2 separate regions of the Rattus norvegicus genome follow, and region 1 is linked to region 2. A link is a contact called in public Hi-C data. All regions are on one chromosome and are shown on one strand. The core of a region is the stretch at or near the end of the contact, and the rest is flanking DNA. Distances in the headings are between cores, read along the strand shown.

What was found. Hi-C and Micro-C count contacts between places; a contact is called where the count stands out from the background.
Region 1: a contact with region 2 is called in a Hi-C map of liver, with 3 times the contacts expected there. The contact joins the enhancer-like site here to the promoter of Cry1 in region 2. A contact is called at or near these places in 4 of 12 Hi-C or Micro-C datasets (hepatocytes, liver and mammary epithelial cells).

What each region holds. Positions count from the first base shown.
Region 1 is chr7:20,450,550-20,457,781 of GRCr8, reverse strand. The region is part of intron 1 of Cry1 (cryptochrome circadian regulator 1); the gene reads right to left. Among named protein-coding and RNA genes, the nearest start is that of Mterf2, 32 kb to the left of the region's middle. Within about 2 kb of position 4,926, at least 35 of the 93 cell types and tissues checked have an H3K27ac peak or open chromatin away from gene starts, as enhancers often do. A contact at or near this core is called in hepatocytes and liver, where this site is marked.
Region 2 is chr7:20,415,922-20,422,998 of GRCr8, reverse strand. It overlaps Cry1 (cryptochrome circadian regulator 1), which reads right to left and starts at 5,473. Exons shown (of 13, transcript NM_198750.2): 1 at 4,780-5,473. The coding sequence starts at 4,937. LOC120093541 (sialic acid synthase-like) reads right to left here and starts at 4,607. Exons shown (of 3, transcript XM_039080072.2): 1 at 4,591-4,607; 2 at 3,076-3,166. The coding sequence starts at 4,607.

The DNA of each region.
Region 1 (7,232 bases), core at 3,677-6,176, 35 kb before region 2:
TATGCATTTAAAAGGTATAAAAGATTGTAACATTAGATTATTCTATAAGTGTAAATGCTAATTTGTCATTCTATTTACTAGTAGTGCATATTTTAAGAAACCATACTTAAAAACATTTTCTTTTAATTACATCACAATCTCTAATACTTTAAGCAAGTCTTGAATGAAATCATGTTCACTTAAATAACCTAGTAAAATTAACTTGTAAACAAAAAAATTATGTAAGCAAAAATTACAGGAATTAAATGAACTAGTTTCATTGTTCAAACCTGATAAAATGAAATTTTCCTTATAAAAAAGTCACTCTGAAAAAAATCTAGAATATCTTTTATTGGAAAAAATGGGAGCATTCTACTGAGAAACTCTGAACACCTGAGTCATTCGATGTGGGGTGTGGTGCTACACACCAGTAATCAAACATTTGAGAGGTGGCTGCAGGGCCTCAAATTCAAGGTCAGCCTCAGTTATGTAGCAAGTTTGGGGTCAGCCAGGGACACACGGAACTCTGATTCAGAAGACAAAACAAGCAAGCAAATAAGCAAGAATGAGTATTTTTCTAGAGAATATTACAATCACCTAAGTGAGAGAAACCATAACATCCTTTCTAAATTAGAAAATGCAACGAATAGACAATAAATCCTGTGGCCTTAGCTTTGACTGAGGAGAATACTACATTAACTGAGTCTCACCAAGTGGGTGAGCCCACACAGACTTTCAGTGAGGTAAGCAGAGATGAGGTGTACATGACAGACATTGAAGAAAATTCTGGAGCAGTAGGGAACTGCTTACTGTGCACGTTCTACTGTGGGGAAACAGTGTTTCCCAAGAACAAATCCAAAAGGGAAGCCTGCCATGCGGTTCAGTCTCTGTCTGCTCCTCAGAGCCCCGGATCTCAATCTGTGTCTACTTTGTTTCTTCCATGTGCTTTAGGTTGAAGTTTCTTATTTGTTTGCCTTTCCCACAAGCTACATTCTCACTGAGAAGTAACTGTGAGGAAAAACAACCCAGAAATGCAGGATAGAGTAGGTAAGCAGAAGTTAAATGGACCAGCCACATGTCCAATCTTTAAGGGCAGCAGTCACCACACAAACAGCACAGAGATGACCTTTCTGTTCTTTCAGGGTTACACCACGCAGTCCTGTCCTGAAGGCTGCTTTGTCTGGTTATCGTCTTCTGTTTCTGTCCACTCTCATGCCACCAACGCCCAAAAGCCTTGCTGATATTACCACAGCTCTAGTTATTAGTGACAGGAGTGTACTATTCTGTCTGGAATGTTCCTTTCCATAGCTTTGAGGGCCACAGTGATACATACCCACATAGACATGAAAAGCACTCATCTCGGAAGTCATGTGGTGGAGGTAAACCTCGTTCTCACTTTCTGTCTTCACTACCATCATTCTGCTTGGTTTGGAGTTACTTACCAACATCTGAACCCCACTCTGACTCACTACTACAATATGTATTTTGAGAGAAGGCTGCTGTTAGATGCACACTGACACAAACACATCTGAGGCTCCTAACACTGTTCACAAGTATGCATACTTTAAAAAGTGAGAAGTATTTATGGGCAGTCATAGAACTTCATGTGTTTCTTAGCAAGATTTTTTTTGGGGGTGTGGGGACAAGACACATGGTCTTGTGTAATTCAGGCTAGCCTTGAGTTTGCTATAAAGTCAAGGATGGCCTTAAACTTCTGATCCTGAATTCTGGGATTCTAAGTATGTGTCACTGTGCTAGGTTTCTTTATATGGTGCAAGAGACTGAATCCAGCATTTCTCACATGTGAGGCAAGCACTCAATTCAGCAGTTCTAGCCCCACAAGAGATATTTTATTTAAAAAAATCATTAAAGATTATTTATTTGTGAGTGTGTGACTGAAAGGGTGAATATTCATGGGGCGGGGGGTTGTGGTGGAGAGGCATGGAGTGCCTGTGCACATCACCAGAGGACAGGAAAGGGTCAGATATTCTCGTCTATAACTCTCCACCTATTCCTCTGAGGCAGGGTTTCTCCCTGAACCTGGAGCTCACATTTAACTCTGCTGTACTGGCAGACAGCAAGCCTCAACAATCCTGCTTTGCTTCTCCAAAGCACTAGTACTACTGGCATTTGAGGGGCACCAGGATTGTTACATGTTTGCTAGGATCTGAATGCTGGTCCTCAGAATTGTGCAGTGCTTTTAACAAGTCTCAAGCTCACCATCTCTCAGCAAGGTATATTTGAGATACCTTAGATGTTAATAAAGATCAAATTTCTTTTTGGTAAAAGAAATAGAATGAACTAGTTTGCTTAAGCAGAAAGAGCTCACATGTCCCGCGAGTAAATCCAAGGCAGAGTAATCTCTGAATCTTTGCTGTTATAACTAAGTCCATGTTTTCTATTGAAACTTGCAAGAAGAGTTTTTCATATTAAACTTAAATGGCGGAGCCATGTCTGTAAGAGGTAAGGGGGAAAAGACAAAAACACCAAAAGGATGTAACTAGTTTATAAGACGAACAACCAAGTCTACATTAATATCATACACACGAATTCTTATTCACGCACCTGCAAGAACTCAAATACATCATACACAGCACAGAAAATATGAATACTTCTTTGATCAAATAAAGTTTATACTGCATGTATCAATGTTTAGATGTGCATAAGTAACTGGAAAGTTACATACAAGGTTCTTAACATATCTACCCTTGAGAAATGAAGTTTTGGTCAGAGGTAAAAATGGACTAATACTAGCTTCATTAAAAAAAATCTCAGGGGGTTGGGGATTTAGCTCAGTGGTAGAGTGCTTGCCTAGCAAGCGCAAGGCCCTGGGTTCGGTCCCCAGATCCAAAAAAAAAGAAAAAGAAAAAAAAAAAACCTCAGAGTTGACAACCAGCACATTCCTTCAGCATAGAGAGGGCGGGACCGTAGCTCCTGAACTTGGTTTACTGTTGCTGAGCACCTTTACAGAGCAGCAGACAATTCCATGTTTCCTAGCACCCACTGCACAGATGTCCCATAATTTCAACAAGTCTAGCAGTAAGTATTATTCACTCATCAACTGTGAAAAATCTGGAATTTCCCTGTCTAGGAAACTGAAGTATAACAGGACCCGCATCATGGAAGTCTTTGTGAGAGCTCATCAGTTCACATGTGAGGCTCACAGAACAGTATCTGTACCTGGTGAGCATTATTGTGTTATTTAATACTTTTCAGTTCTATTTTTACTATATAATTCTAGTTTATCTCTTGCTTGTATTTACTGCAGGTCTTAAAATAGATCTGCCCACCAGCAGTCTCTATCTCCTGATCCACTGCAGCACACATTGTCAACCACTGGGAGACACATGATCTTGTACAAAGGTCTTCAAAACTCACTCCTAATAAAGAACAACGTATGTTCTCAGCTACCATCCAATGGGCTCAGGGTCACGTTCTACCCCGCTCCCCACTGCTCCTCTGCACCAGGCTACTGCTCTTTGCACACATATACTGTCTTGGAACATGTCATCTATTCTTTCTTCAGTCTGAAATAATTTTTGCCAATTTTGATCTCAAGTTTCTATCTTATTAAGTCTTAAGTCTTAGAGTTGAAGGTACTTACTTTAGTCTCTCAACTGTCAGAGAATGTATTTAGTTCTAGAGAAAATTCAAATTGTTTCTTATAGCACACAAAACTGCATACAAGCACATATACACATGTATACATATACACAGACCGACACAAACACACACTCACTCGTTTCTGTGGATTTCACATTAAGTACCTGTGTCTGATTCTTAACTACATTGCTTTCTTAACCTATGTTTTAGTCTCTATATCTGGTAAATATCATCATAGGTCTTATAGAGTCTATTGAAAAGACTTGAAGTAGGCTAAGTTGCTAGTAGGTTCGGTTCACACAGCTTTTGAGAAGATTAGAAACACATAAAACCAACACAATGTAGCACAATGGCTGATACCCATCAAACAGAAGTTATTGTTATTTTCCCTTCAGAATAATTTCTGAAGGTGAGCAGGGAAATGCAAACTTGTAATTCCAATACTCAAGATGTGGAGCAGGGGATCCCAAGTTCATAGGCAGACCCATGTGACCCATCTTTAAAAAAAATAAAAAAGGGTAATACCTGTTTTTGAAAACAAAAATCCCACGTATTTATATATGTAAATGCTTGGGCACAACAATAGGAAAGGATGAATCAGCTGGATGCTCAGTATATACAGAATCTCGCTGAATGTGTACTTTATCTGCATGTGACTGTAAGCCAACGTTTGATATTCCCCAATGACAATGACAATGCTAATATAAATATCTATTTTATTTAAAAGGTACAGTACAATAAAACTCAAAATCAACTAATCTTAAAGCCTATAATTCTATGGTAGTACAACAGAAAAATAAACCTTCAATAGTGTAGGTTCAAAGTACCAGTCACTGATTAGTGAAATTTCTTTTTAGTGAAAAATAAAAACCATTATTTGAAAACTATACAAAATCTAACCCTTTGTCCTTTGCCCTCAGTTTAGAATGGGATCACTCAGAGTTCAGACTGTGTGCTCCAGAGAACATCATTTCAACATTCATATATTATAAAGACATCTCTTAACACATCGCTTAACACTGAACAGACAAATTTGGCATACACTGCATAGCCATGTACTCCCATTTGAAGGTTCGGCTAATAAAACAATAGACTTGTTTTTAAATAAGCCAAATGACAGTAAAATTCACTACAATCCTTTAAATATAGAAGCACAACTTAATTATAATACTGAATAAACCACTTTGAAATGAAGAGATTAATGTACTTCTTCATTTTAAACATTTTAAGGAATTTTCCTCTAGAAATCACTACCTTTTACTACTATAAAAACGTACATGTAGTAACTTCCTTATGCCACTTCCAAAAGATGATTTCAACATGAATCAACAGAAATAGTTTCTAAAGTAGGTCATTGCTATAGCAACCAGTGGGTGGTTTAGCATACTCCCATCACAATGACCTACTTTCTAGTCTGTGCTAGAACAGCTTATATAACTAGTATTTCTAGTTCTGTCTATAAAATAGTCTGAAAAAGGCAAGGGCACGATACAGCATAATCTCACTGCACTGAAAATAAGACACCATGAATTCACATAATACAGCCATCTGTTCTATGTTGGAGTTTCTACACTGTGTCATATACAGTCATGAGTGGGAAACCATACAATGTTGATCCTAGAAACCGGTTTAAAGAATATATAATAAAATCATTAACATCACATGAAGAACAGCTCCATATATTCCGTGCATATGAAAAAAAAAGATGTGGACCCACCATCATAAATAAAATAAAAATGGAGGTTTCAGTCATACCTCAAAGTATTTCATTAGAGATTTTAAAATTATAAATAGCAATTTGTATGTCTCTAAGTATGGAAAAGGATTTTTATATGCTCCATTTTCTAAATTTCTAACAAATTCTTAGTGCTTTCATTTATTCTGCTAACTGTAATCAACTGTAATACACATTTTCTTAACAGCCAATACTTAGCATTAAAATCCAGATGAAGTATACATCGTGAAGATGAATTCTGCACTTGTCAGGCTCAAAATTAAATGCAGAGCTCCAGAGACTTATATCAGAACAAAAAGTTGTTTTTACAACAAATGTTTTGCGATGCTTTTTTAAAATCCAAAACAAAATTTATAGATATGCCTCTCACAACTCCTCGCAAAGAAACCAACAGAGGCAGAACAGGGCTTTTCGTGTGGGTGCTCAGGTGTGACCCAAGAAAGTGATTATGTGTGCATTCCAACAGTAGAACACTCACTCGGCATAGTCAAGGCTCTAGGCTCAGTTCTCAAACATCAAAAATTAGGAAACTAAAGCGGTAATGAAGAGAAGTAAAGGCCAGGCCTGGTAGCGCACACTTGTATCATTTGAGCATTCTAGAATCCTAGGCTACGGATACAGGACTGTCTAAACCCAATGCCACCTGGCAAACATATTAAAACTGTGGCTGAAGAGATAAGACATTAGATAATAATTTTAAATTCGAAAGCTGCAAACCCAGCAGATTGGTGAAGTTGTGCCACTGGTATCTCAAATAGGATGTGCCCTATTGTTCTTGGTGATATGATTCCTGGAGCAATAGCATGATTTATTGAAGTTCTGAAGCTTCTCTTGATGTGCACAGGTAGTAAACGAACCCAGAAAATCTCTATATATAACAGAATTTCAATACCCCTGGTTTGATACACACTGAATTTAGACTTCCATTCAGAAGATGAGAAACTTTGTCTGGACTTAAGTCTGAGACTACACAATTACTGTCTGAGGCATCACATGCTATACTAAGGAGAGTATCTTACTTCTGGCTTCTCTTCAATAGTCCTCTAGCTTCCTTCAGCCATTTTAACAACTAAAACTGCCTCAGAACAATTTTAAAATGCCTTCCTTCCAATGAATGATAACTAACTTCATTCACAGTATATGAGAGCTAAAACCGTGATGCCAGCTATGCTGTCCACAGAACTAGGGAAGGTACTTGGCCGTGCACCACACACAGAAGTTCACTGCGACCTGTGTGATGAATGACAACTGGGCAGCACAAAGGTAACACTGACACTGGAAAGGCAGAAGGAAGAAGCAACTGTCTTCCCTCCTTCTCTAAGGTAGGGCAGATATTAAGAATTCAAGGATACAGTGAAAGTAAAGAAGAGCCTTTTAATATAATATAGTTAATGGAGGTGGAGAAAGAGACAGAGAATTACTAGCCACTGGCCAGCAATTTTTAACTAAGGCCATACTTTCCAATGCCCATACAATCCCTGAAATACAGCATAAGTGTTATAAATATCTACCAAACAAATTAACTATGTCACGTGAAGTATTTTAAAGCTTGACTCAATAGTAAATGGAGTAGTAGGACAGGAAAGGAATATCTGGTGCATGTTTATTTTTATAGGCACAAAGGTATACAACTCTATAAAATATCACAGTAAAAAGGCTACAGAGTTGAAAACTTACCATGTACATTTCCAAAACTCAGCTATGAAATGAAATAAAAATTTTAATTTGGGTCTAGTGAGATGGCTCAGTGAGTAGAGGCACTTGTCACCAAGCCTGAAGACATGAGTTCCATCCCTGGGATCCACATGGTAGGAGAGAGAGATTTCCTGTAGTTATTCTCTCATCTCCAAACATAGACTGTGTAATGTGTGCATGTGTATATGTGCAAGCCCATGCATGCACCCACGCACGTATA
Region 2 (7,077 bases), core at 4,224-6,723:
GTTTGACAAATAGAGGAAAGAAAAGCAGGAGAATAGGCAGAAGTAGCTGCTGGGGCTTTGGAAGACCTTGAAACTCTTCTTGCTAGAAAGACTAAGGTGTACTCTGCTGAACCCCTAAAGAATATTCATAACCGATGAAGACCTACTATCCCACACCTCACTATTAGAGAACAGAGTCTAGGCAAAGAATACAACCCATTATTGTGTCCGCCTATGAACCCAACTTATCTATGGGGTAAGGCACTGCTGTGTCCAGTAAACACTGCTTTGCTGCAGATACCCATTTCCTCTGCCTCTGACACCCTTTCCACCCCCTCTTCAGACACCTGAATATAAAGGAGAACAAAGAAAAGGAAACCTTATAAAACAGATACTGTTGAACTATACATCACTCCAATTTTCTGTAACTTAGATTAAAAAATACTGTACCCAGCCACACCCCTCAACTGTTATCACATGACCTTTGTTATAGTCACCTTAGCTACAAATAGCAGTAACTTTCCTTCCTCCTTCAATTCTATGCTCCTTATACTGCATGGTGTCTCTGGCATATGATGATGGCCAGAGCCTTAATCCTGCTCCAGACTTTACAGCTTCTAATGTTACCTACCCATCAAGCAAGAGATTTGAGTAGCTTTTTCATATTGCCAAGTATCCCTTTGTTTCTGACTTAGAACTAGTTTTTATGAAGAAGGAATGCTGGATTTTATTGTTTTCAACATCTCTGAAAATAATTTTTTCTTTGATCTACTTAATTATCAATGACTTCCATGAGTGTATTTCCAGTACCTTCTTGAGATGAGTCTAAGGTTTATTTCAAAAGTGTTGCTGTATTCTATTTAACGAAGCTCTACGTGGTTTCCTTTTATTCTACTATGCTTAGAAACCATCTGTACAGCACTGATTTATCTGTTCTCAGAACCCCGTAAGTGTTGATGTTTCCTCGGGGTTAGGCCTAGCTATCCCTGTTCTAAAGCAAAACAGACTGAGGCCCTCACAAGGCCTAACAAGATCTGGCTACTACCATTTCTCCTAGAGAAAGACTAGGAGTCACAAGGCTCACAAGCCCCTCACCAAGGCCATCCTCTTTCTAAGTACAGAAAGAAGAAACAAGTGGTTGGGGTGGGACTTCTGCTGACACAGCTGTCTGATTTGGACCAATTTGGATGGAATCCTTTCCTTGTTCTGTCATTGCCCTTCCTGAGAAGTCAGTAGATGTGACTTTACACCTCTCTGGGAAAAGTCACTCAACAAACCTAACATCAAACTATGTGGACCCTGGACCTCATGCTTTTTGTAAAGGTATTCTTTTTAATATTACTATTATTTATTATTTTTATAGGAGGTTGTCCGCCCTCTCTTCTTTCCTCTCTCTCTCTCCCTTCCTTCCTTTCTTTCTACAGCATCTTGCAGTGGAGCACAGGTTGCCCTCTAATGTTCAACAATCTTCCTGCCTTAGCTTCCTGAGTCCTGGGTTACAGATGCGTATCATCATGTTGAGTAATAACCAGCAAAATAGAAAAACAGTCAACAAACCTTAGACCCAAAAAACCAGAAAAATCCAAATGCCTATTAGGAAAACGAGAACAGATCTGACAACTGAGGTAATTAAAAGTTTAAATGTGCTATGTTTTTCAGTAACACACATAAGAACAGAAGTTGTAGATTTGAGACATTTGAAAATATATGAATAAAAAGTTAAATAATCAAACTAGAAAAGTGTATCAAAGATGATCTACATGTTTCTTACTGAAATCATATACTGGAAAGGTAATTATGCAGGCACATTTGTAAATTTAGCTCTTCGTGTACTAGTAGATTAGTACTAACTGGTGCATTAGTGATTAAAGGTCTTATGTGTGATGGTTTCAACTGTGTAGTTAAAGTTTAAATAATAAAAGTAATGTATTCATTGAACTTTTTTAAAATTTTGCTTTTTGAGGTAGTCTTTAATTTAGTCCAGATTTACTTCAAAATCACTATGTAGCTGAGGGTGACTTTGAATTTTTGATTCCCTTATCCTCTATCCCTCAAGTGCTGGGATTATAGGCACACACCACCACACCTAGCTATCTAGGTTTCTCAGTTATAACTCTCAGGGATACATTAGTATCTAAGTTGTAATGAAAGTGCCTCATTCTTAAACTCTAGATCTATAAGGGAAATTAAACTAATATTTACCAGGTGACTACTATGTACTTATTATTGTATAGAGAATGCAGACCCCTCCCCATGTCCTACAGTCTGTTTCCTCATTTCCTTTAGGACTATGTTTTCAGGCTCTGCCTTTTCTCTCAATTACAACACACACACACACACACACACACACACACACACACACAGAGTCTTTGGCAGAGACTCTGTTGTAGTCAGTGCTACAAATTCCTAGGAATAGAACCTTCCACAAATAGGAAGAACAGACAGACAATCTTTGGTTTAAGGGAAACTGTAGCTTCTCTTTAGGCAGGTACAATCTGCCGAATGGAAGAGAGGAATGAATATATTCTACACCTGCTGTGGTCAGAATGTTGCATTTCCATTCCCAAAACTCTTATGACAAAACCTAATCTCCAATGTGATGTTACCACGGGACAATCAAGTTAGGAGAGTTCTCCTCTCACCAGTGGGATGATTCCCATGATCAGACCTGTGAGGCTCTTTTCATTCCCCCATAATCTAAGAACATACACAGCATGCACCTATGAGGTAAAATGCCCTTACTAGATAGCAGATATACCAGTGCTTTGATCTCAAACTTCTCGGCCTCTAGTACTGAGAGAAATAAGTCTTTTATTTGCAAACCACTCAATCTAATCAGCAGCCCAAACCAACTAACGATACCAAACATTCATTTACAAAAGCTGTACATCCTAGAAGGTCTAAGAAGCAATGGCAAGCAAATGGTGTAAGGGTTCAGAAGTTTCTATCACCCTAGACCAGATGATGAAGGTATCACAGGGAAAAAGTGACATTTGGGCTGAGTCTTGAAGAGGTAAGTAGACTTCTTAAAGCTCACAGTTTAATAGCTATTCATGGAAGTGTTCTGACAAGAACTTTCCAGGAAGTTTTAATCACCTGTGTGTCCACAGAGATGCCCTCTTGACTCTCCAGTTTCCCCAGGACTAAGTCAGCACTAATTTGCTCTCTGTCCCTGTGTACTCGCCCACTGTGGATAGTTCATAGCACAATCATTACAGTATGAAGCTCCATGACTAGCTTCTTTCAGCTGCCATGCTCTCATGGTTCACCTACACCGTTTACGGCATTTATCAATACTTCATTCCTTCATGGCCAAGTACCACACCGTGAAGTCCACTAATCAGTTGATGGACATGTGGATTGTTTTCACCTTTTGACTATGGTAATATAGCTCTTTTTGTTTTGCTCAACCCCATAACCAATTTGCCAGCACATCCATCCCAGCCATTCTCCAAGCTTGCAGCTGGAAACCAACGTCCCCTAAGTGGTTCCCACACTTCTTGTCCAGCTTCAATGCCCAATTCATCACGTTCTCAGAATCTCAACAAAAAACAAAAAAACAAAAAAACCCTGTCTTCTAACTTACGTTAGCTCGTGTCACTTCTGCTAATAATCCTGTAATCACTTCCACTTTCCTCAAGTAAAATCACAGACCTTCATAACTGCCTTCACAGCTCTTACACAGCTCTGTCATCTGGCCCTGTTACCACTCTGACTTCATCGACTAGTACTTTTCCCGAGACGTTTTGCTCCAGTCATCCTGGCTGGCCGTTCCTTCCAAAGATCAAGCACGTTCTCACCTCAGGACCTTTTCCTGCAATGTTCTTCCCTTAAACAGCTGCATCCCACCACGTCTTCAAATCTCCGATCACTTTCTCCATTATTTTATCAATCAACATTCTTTCCCATGGTTCCTACTACTGAACCTCACTCACACATCCTAGCGGTAACTCTTCCAGCGAGCTTTATCCCCAGGTAACATTATTTTAAATTGTGTTCCCATCCCTGGCCCTGTTTACCTAGTCTTTTCCTTGCAGACTTCTCATCTCCTAAAAGACTACACGTACATTTTTCCTTTCTTGGACATTTGCCTGAAGAGGGCAGACTTCTCGTTAACAACTCTATCCCTCATATCCAAAGATATGGCTGGCACAACATATCTGCTGAAGTAATGCTTCATTTCAGTCCGTCGCGCAATCATCTATCCTGTTTTTCCAGGTACAGCTCATAAAACGGAGGATTTCTTGCAGTGGTGATTCCCTAGAAGGATTATACTTTGCCTCGAAAGAAAAACTGTGCTTTATCTTGTCAACCACAAGGAGGAGTTGAGAGAGAGTTGAGCAAAGAGAAATCGGGTAATTCTTTCCCTTGCTTTTCCTCCTCTAACCTCAAGGGGGAAGAAAGCTGGATCCGGAGCCCGCTATAATAAATGAATGGCTTTTTTTCTACACCAGGAGTTACCTAGACACACACGTCAACATTAAGGTTTCCGATCCTTTCGGAGGCCTAAGATATCAAGGCCATTAAGATCTAGGAATGTTTAATTCTCCTCCTAGTCATTTCTCACAAATCAGGGAAGGAGTTCCCATTAACAACAGGCACATAACTTACCGGTGTTTCAGAGTCATCGGTACTCTCTACTACTAAGTCTGTACTATTTAATACTGACCACATCTACAATTCTTCAACGATGCAGGCAATTCGGTCCCTGGATTAAAACCAAATCTCAGATCTGACACTAACTCATCGACACCCGATTCCCATACACCGCGATCGATCTCCCAAGCGCTTCGGACTCACCGCCACCTGTTGATGCCCACGTTGGAAGAGCCGGCGAACCAGGGGTCGAGGATGTACACGCAGCGGATGGTGTCGGCGCCCTGGATGCACTCCTTCAGGGCGGGGTTGTCGTGCAGCCGGAGTCCCTTTCGGAACCAATGCACGGCGTTCACCCCCATGCTCGGGGCGCGGCGGGTCACCCCGACTTCTTCTACCGAGAGCTTCAAGCGAGGGAAGTCGGGCTCATAACCGACACCTGCGCTTCCAGGAGAACCTCCTCACGCGAGGAGTGGGGAAAGGGCGGCAGAGAGGGGACGGGAGGAGGCGACGCCGAGGCGGGGCGCGGAGGCGGCGAGCGCGCAGCTGGCAGATGAATGGAGGCTGCCGAGGCTCCGGGATCCACGCGCGACGTCCTTCAGGAGCCCGCGCCCAGCGTCCGGAGGACACGCATACCTTCCAGGGCCTGGGACCCCCGGAGTACAAGCGAGCGCGCGGGGCTCGAGCCGCCACGACGGCCCGAGCTGGCCGCAGCAGCCCCGGGAGGCTCGTCACGGAAAGCTCGCCCAACCGAGGCGGCCCGCGAGGAGACGGTGGCGCGCCCCAGGCGGCCTCCACGGACCGACACGAGCTTCCGCGGCCTCCGCGCGACGCGGCCTGTGCGCCCCAGAGTGGGCAGCGAGCTCGGATAGCGCGGGCTAGAGCTCCAGGCCGCGGGACACTCGCCGGCCGGTCACCGGTCCCGAGGCTGCCCGGGTGACTCCGCCGCGTCAGCGGCCTCCGCCCCGCCCCCGGCTTCTCATTGGGCGGTACGCTCCCCACGTGACCACCGGCACCTCACGTTTCTGAAGTGTGTTTACTACGCTGGCTCGGACCTCCGCGTGCACCTCGGCGCCTGGCGCTTCGGGACCCGTTGCGATCGCTGGGCGCTCCCGACCTGTGTTGTCGCTTGGGAGCCGGGGTCGCAGCCTCTGCGGGTCTCCTCAGTCCCAGGACGCTCGCGGGGTCCACAGGCCGCGGGGAGGGGGAGGAGGCGTAGTTCTGCTCCCTGGGCTGGGAGCCGCCTCCATTGGCTGAAGCTCGCGGGGACCCGGATGAGCACGGGGCTGCGGGGAGCTCGCGGGCGCGCGCTCTGCTGGGCACGGCGCGCGTGCGCTCTCGAGGTGTAAGAGCCGGGGCCAGGGGACGGGAGCGCGCCCAGAGTTCTTCCTATGGAGTGTGTGGAAAATCTGAGGCCAGTTCCTTGTACCCTGAGAGTTATTGCGGAGCTGGGTGAGAGGCACAGTCCGAGGCGTCACCGCCAGCTTCAATCCAGTGTTCATTGGAGTCCCCTGCTGTGGAAGGAGCAGAAACCACCCCGTCAGCCTTTTTACTGTTTGGGGTAGGCACTTTTACCCAAACTCTGGAGAATTCAGGTCCGATACCAGATATACAGCACTGCCAAGCATTTCATAATACTGTTGATACATCGTCAGTTTATCGACCCTTATCTAGTACTAGAAGTGTAGTTTAGAAGGCTATCTTGATTAAGTTTTGGGGGGGGGTTGTTTTGTATTTTGTTTTTGTCAAGTGAAGTTAATATGGGAAGAGGAATCTCAACTGCGTAGAGGCCTCCATCAGGTTGCCTGTATGGAAGTCTGGGCACTTTCTTGATTAATGAGTAATGTGGGAGGGCCCGCCCAGTGTGGGTAGTGCCACCATTAGGCAGGTAGCCCTAGGCGGGTTGTTCAAGAAAGCAGGCTGAGAAAGCCACAGGGAACCAAAACTTTTTCTCCATGACCTCTGCTTCAGCTCAGTCTCCAAATTTCTGCTTTGAATTTCTGCCCTGACTTCTCTCCATGATGGACCATTAACTATCAACATCAACAAACCCCCTCCTCCCTGCCCAAGTTGCGTTTGCTCATGTTGTCTTATCAAAGCAGTTGAAATCTAACTAGAACACTGGGCCACATGTGCACCTTTCCCGGGCTTCCTAGCAATAACCTACAGGTGGGCCATGCCTTAGATATACTATGCCCTTTATGTTGAGACGGACTCATGCAGTCCTGGCTTACCTTGAATCTACTGTGTAACTGAGGATGGCTCTTGATTCTCCTGCCCTCACCCCTGAGTCCTAGTATCACTCATGTGCGTATATTAAGCCGGGATTATTTATTTATTGTTTATTTATTTTTGGAGACAGGATTATTATTAAGTGTCTAGGCTGGCCTTTCACTCACTTTGCAGCTTAGGAAAGCCTCAGAGTGAGGCTCTTGCCTCTGCTTCAGGAAGACCTGGTGTCATAGGCCTGTGCAACTAGAACCAGCATAGCAATTACTTAGT